Regions from separate parts of the Mus musculus genome. Here region 1 is linked to region 2. Evidence: chromatin contacts called from public Hi-C data. All regions are on one chromosome and are shown on one strand. Each heading gives the region's core, a stretch centred on a gene start, on an enhancer-like site or on the middle of the called end of the contact. The rest is flanking DNA. Distances are from core to core; before and after follow the strand shown.

Evidence for each region. A called contact is a pair of places that touch in the nucleus more often than the background predicts.
Region 1: a contact with region 2 is called in a Hi-C map of cerebellar granule neurons, with 2.3 times the contacts expected there. The contact joins two enhancer-like sites. A contact is called at or near these places in 9 of 484 Hi-C or Micro-C datasets (8-cell embryo, cerebellar granule neurons, cerebellum and 2 more) and 1 of 9 other capture datasets (embryonic stem cells).

Annotation. Positions count from the first base shown.
Region 1 is chr4:33,700,862-33,703,601 of GRCm38.p6, reverse strand. No RefSeq gene overlaps it. Among named protein-coding and RNA genes, the nearest start is that of Gm33059, 79 kb to the left of the region's middle. Within about 2 kb of position 1,456, at least 8 of the 459 cell types and tissues checked have an H3K27ac peak or open chromatin away from gene starts, as enhancers often do. A contact at or near this core is called in cerebellar granule neurons and cerebellum, where this site is marked.
Region 2 is chr4:33,523,522-33,526,279 of GRCm38.p6, reverse strand. No RefSeq gene overlaps it. Among named protein-coding and RNA genes, the nearest start is that of Gm52726, 15 kb to the right of the region's middle. Within about 2 kb of position 1,454, at least 35 of the 459 cell types and tissues checked have an H3K27ac peak or open chromatin away from gene starts, as enhancers often do. A contact at or near this core is called in cerebellar granule neurons and cerebellum, where this site is marked.

The sequences.
Region 1 (2,740 bases), core at 207-2,706, 180 kb before region 2:
TCAGCTCCCAGCATCCGCATGGTGGCTCACAACTATCTAGAATTCCAATTCCAGAGCAACCTCTGCCCTCTTCTGGCTTCTATAGAAACTGCATACATGTAACACTCAGACAAGTACAAAGCCCTCATACACTTAAAACATATACTAAATGAAAATATAAGACAAAAACCTCAAGATACCAAGCTTATGACTCTCTATATTCAGACATTGGGTGGTATAGGTCTCTGATTGAGCACAGGGAAAAACATATTTCCAACAGTTTGCTTTTATTAAAACCTTTTGTTTTGCACCCTACAACACTTAGAAGAAATTGAAAGATGCATAGTAATAGTCAGATTACCCCAATGTGAGGTTGATGCTGCCCACTTGATGGGATGGGATTTGGGGTCACCTAGGAGACCTATGGGCACTTCCGAGTGTCTTTCCAGAGAGGATCAACTGAGAGGAGGGAAGAGCTGCCCTCAACGTGGGCAGCATCATCAACAGAGAGTCAGATATAAGACAGCTGGGGGGGGGGGAAGCAGTGCTGCCCACCTGCCTGCACTCCCTCCTGAGCCCATGTGCCCATCTCTGCCGCCACTTCCACTATTTACATTACACTCCAACCTCTTCAGCCCATAATCAGCAACTCCTGGGGGAACTTCCAGGCATCCAGCACTGGACTGGACTGAGCGCTGCTGGCTTCTCAGCCTCCCCAGCATACAGACATTATTACAGCCTGGCTGTGCAAGTCTGTAGTATGTCTCCTTTTATAATATTGATCCTGATCTTTGAGATAACCCTACTTAATATACCAAATCACTGTGGTCAAGTGATCCGATATTGCTCTCAAAAAAGATACACCAACACTATATATTCTTATCTGATTTATCTTTCTAATATTTCAAATTAAAACACATTTTACATATAAAGCATATCAGTTACCTACTGCCAAAATTTTGCAGCTTTTTTTCAATACACACAGTTTCTGGGGCTGAGACTCTGGAAGCAGTTTAGCTGGATGGCTCCGGGAGAATGTCTTCCAGGAGCGGCATGAAGGTGTGTGAGCCATCAGTCATTTGAGGACTAGAATAGCCATTCCCCAGATCCCTGCTTGAGTGGTTGGGAGGCCCCAGAGCCTCACTGGTTGTTGGAGTGTGTGTTAAGCTTCTCTTGCTAGACTCCTTGACGTGCCGAAGACAGGGCAGTCAACTTCTCCAGAACAAGCTATCCAAAAAAAAAAAGATCATGAAAACGAGACCAAGGCAGAAGCCACAGGGTGGCTCAAAGCCAGCTCCAAGGTCACAACACCACTTCTGCAGTAATGTTGGGTCACGCAGAGCAAATCTGGTCCTGCTATGGGGTTGTGAAAACCAAGAGGCAGATATAATGAGGGCCTCCTTGGAAAGATTCCTACATGCACAAGGCACAGATTTTATATTTAATGAGGTCTGGCAAATGTGCACACCAGTGCACACTGCCAATCGCAGTATTTCTGTAGACTAGTGAGTTTCTCCTACCCTTGCCAGGCTAGTGCCTGTTCACCTCCCCAGAGGCAAACACTGCTCTAATTTTTTTTTTTAAATCCTAGAACTGTGTTGTTTGCTCATTTTCACATAAGTAGAACCAGACAGAATGTCCTCTTTTCTGTCTGTCATTTTCCCTCCTCATTGTCCATGTTGTTAAATAAATCAGTAGCAAAGATTGATATTCATTTACCTGGAGACAGACCTGGGTTGTCACCCGTTGGAAACAAATGTGAATAAAGCCACCTAAAGGGCAGCCTTGTAAAGGTCTGTGTGCAGACATGTATTTTCATCTAGCTATAAACGGGCTTTAATTGCAAGGTCAAGAAGTAAACATATTTTTTAACATCAACAAATAAACCTGCACAGTAATAGTGGCATTTTCAGCTTATACCAGCAGTATATGGGAGTCTCAGTTACCTCAATGACCAACAGTCTGGCTTTGTGTGTACTGCAATGAGACACAGCTAGATGCTTCTGCTGCTGCTGCTGCTGCTGCTGCTGCTGCTGCTGCTTCTTCTTCTTCTTCTTCTTCTTCTTCTTCTTCTTCTTCTCCTCCTCCTCCTCCTCCTCCTCCTCCTCCTCCTCCTCTTCTCCTTCTTGTGAATTGAGGCTCTGCTCAGTCTTTAAACTCAGATATTTGTGATTAGTGAAATGATTGACATACTCTGGATACAAGTATATCAATAGATAGATGGGCTGGAAAGATTTAATCCCAATCTGTGATATGGTTTTCATTTTCCTAGTGATACCTTTTATAAATGAATTTTCAATAAAATCAAATTTATCTATTCTATGTCTTATGGTTAACATACTGTAGAATACATATAAGATCTTTATGTCTCCCAATATTGAAATAATATTATCTCATGTTTTTCTCTTAGAAGCTTTGTGCTTTCAGTTAGGGCTTCTGTTTAAATGTGAGCTTCATCTTGTATTGTCTTCAAAATGCATGTATGATACCACAATAAAATACAATTATTCTCTCATATGAATATCTGTTTTTTTTCCATTTTTAATTAGGTATTTAGCTCATTTACATTTCCAATGCTATACCAAAAGTCCCCCATAGCCACCCACCCCCACTCCCCTACCCACCCACTCCCCCTTTTTGGCCCTGGCGTTACCCTGTACTGGGGCATATAAAGTTTGCGTGTCCAATGGGCCTCTCTTTCCAGTGATGGCCGACTAGGCCATCTTTTGATACATATGCAGCTAGAGTCAAGAGCTCCGGG
Region 2 (2,758 bases), core at 205-2,704:
CAGAGGAATGCAGGGTCGGAACAAAAGATGTGAGCTAGCTTTCTCTCTAACTCCAGGGGGAGCTCGGAGCACCTCGCATTCTGTCCTATGGGCGTTCTCGTTTTCATTCTCTGTGGGCTTGGATTGTGTTTCTGAGGAACACAGCTGGAATAAGCACTGGGTTTTGAAAATACAGGCACACACATCTGCCAAGGATATAGCATGAAATGATTTTGTTGTGTGGTGTTTGATAACTGCACCCTGAGAGGTAAAGACTTTACCTCCAGATACTATTGGTTATTCTTTTGTTTTGTTTTGCTGTTTGTTTGTTTGTTTGTTTACCAAAACCCAGCTCCAGGAGGTATCCCTGTGATTCTGCTGTCTCTGCAGCTCCCCATGAAGTCATGTTCCTATCAAGACATGTTCCTATCAAATGCAAACAGGTGTCCTGTGGGACTGACCAACACTATAGCCTTTCAAGGTGAGACAGGCCTCGTCACCCACTCCCTCTGCCTCAATGCCACTCCCCACTAATGGAGCCACACAAATACTTCAGAACCATTAAATCAAGCACGTGGAAGCTACCAGTGGTGGTTTGAATGAAGATAGCTTCTATAGGCCAACAGGGAGTGGTACTATTAGGAGGTGCGGCCTTGTTGGAGGATATGTCACTGTAGGTGGATTTTGAAGTTTCAGATGCTCAAGCCAGGCCTACTGTTACTCTCTTTTCCCTCTGCCAATCCAGATGTAGAACTCTCAGCTACCTCCCCAGCACCATGTTTGCCCGCATGCTTCCTGCAGCGATGATAACAGACTAAACCTCTGAACTGTAAGCCAGCCCCAATGAAATGTTTTCCTTTATAAGAGTTGCAGCGGTCATGGTGTCTCTTCACAGCAATAGAAACCCTCACTAAGACATTACCCTTGACCTCTGAGCCATGTTGCCAAGATGAGGCTCCTGAAGAGTCACTAAATGATGGAGAAGATGGATGGGTAAATGCTTGAGTGGTAAGATAGCTGGGTAGATGAATGAACTGGTAGATGGATGAATGAGTGGGAGGATGGGTAGATAGGTGGGTGGACAAATGGATAGATGATAGATGGATGTGTGGTTGGACAAGGAGATGAACGGCAAGGCAGTGGAGTACACTGCTCCATGGTGCCTCGAAGCCCAGTCCACAAGGGAAACTTTCAGCCTTGCTAGCATCAGTGTCCGGTAGGAAAGCCCAGCCTCCCCCACAGCTCTGGCCCTGAATGGTAGATGTAGACGTAATGAGCTGGACTTGGAGCTCTCTCACCCACGCTGACATCTGTGCCTCTCCTTTGGCTCATACAAGAATATGGCCTCTCCTGGAAAAGGAAGAGACTTCATTGGAAAAGGCCCCTGGCCATGCACCAAGGCATGGAGCTAGTCTACGCCAAAGCCAAGACCAACCCGTTACCCCTGCCCTATTCTCTAGGTAAAAAATGAGTCATCAGAAGGAAAAGGAAACAAATCTGTTGTGCTGGCACTTAGTCTCTCTCCCAGTGAACCCCAGCAGCGATGGGAACACCAGTGTTAAGAATGAATGCCAAGCTAAGCCCCTCCCTTCCCAGCTGTCAGGCAGCAGAGCCAAGAGCCCCAGCCTGGCAGTGGGCAGGAGATGGATGGGCGCCAACACATATTTTCTGGCCCTGAGCCTGAGGTCATTGGTTCTGGGACTCACACCAAAGAAACTAGACTGCAGGACTCAGGGTGCACGTGGCTTAGAGCAAGCTCTTCTTTGGGGACTAGACTATCTTCAGTGACCAATCCATCACTGGCACGTGTCATAAGGAACGTGCTCTAAGCTGGATGGTGAAATCAGCCAGTTCCTTCTGGAGGAGAAGAGCCACTGAGTCCAGAAAAGACTCTCCTGGGAGAGGTACAACAGTCTCCACATTTTAAAAAATAATTTATTTAATTTTATTTTATGTGCATTGGTGTTTTTGTCTACATTCTTGGGAGTAGGGGGTGTCAGATCCCAGGCACTTGCCATGTTGACGCTGGGAATCGAACCCCAGTCCTCTGGAAGATCAATCAGTGCTCTTAACCACCAAGCCACCTCGCCAGCCCCAACACTCGCCAACTTTAACTTGCCAGATTCTATGGTACCAAACCTTTCTTCTTGTCACCTTGTCGTACCTGCTGGTTTGGGGAAATCAGAAGAGATTTCTAGACTATTCTGCTCATATTTCAGGCTGAAATGCATGAGATGGGATAGAAGATCATTCCCACCATTCTGATAGTTCTCCAGGGAGTTGTGTGCACATGTGTGAGCATGTGTTTGTGTACACACACTTATACACCCACACACCCACACTTGGATCTCAGAGCTAGACAAAGTCCTAGTGATCCAGATCTGAGTCATCACACCCAGGGTGGCCGCTTCACTTCTTTCTGAAATGTAAGCTATGGGAGTTAGAAAGACCGCCCTCCCCCTCCTCATACCTCTCCCCCCCCCCCAACTCTCCTCCCCCCAGTCCCCAGACATTGCATCTGCAGGCCAGCTGTCGCCATTATCCTCACTAGGGGACCCCTTCCAGCAGTCACCTCCATGAGTTCCCCACCCTGGAAGATTGACGAGGAAGAGGGAAGAGGCTGCAGAGCTGCCTCAAGGGAGAGACAGCCCATCCTGGCCTCCAATTTGAAACAAGATGAACACTTTGAGAGTTCTCCTAGCCAGGGTAGTATGGGCTAGGTGGGAGGTGGACTGAATTCCCAATCCAACTGACAGTATGAACAGTGGGTAAAGTGACC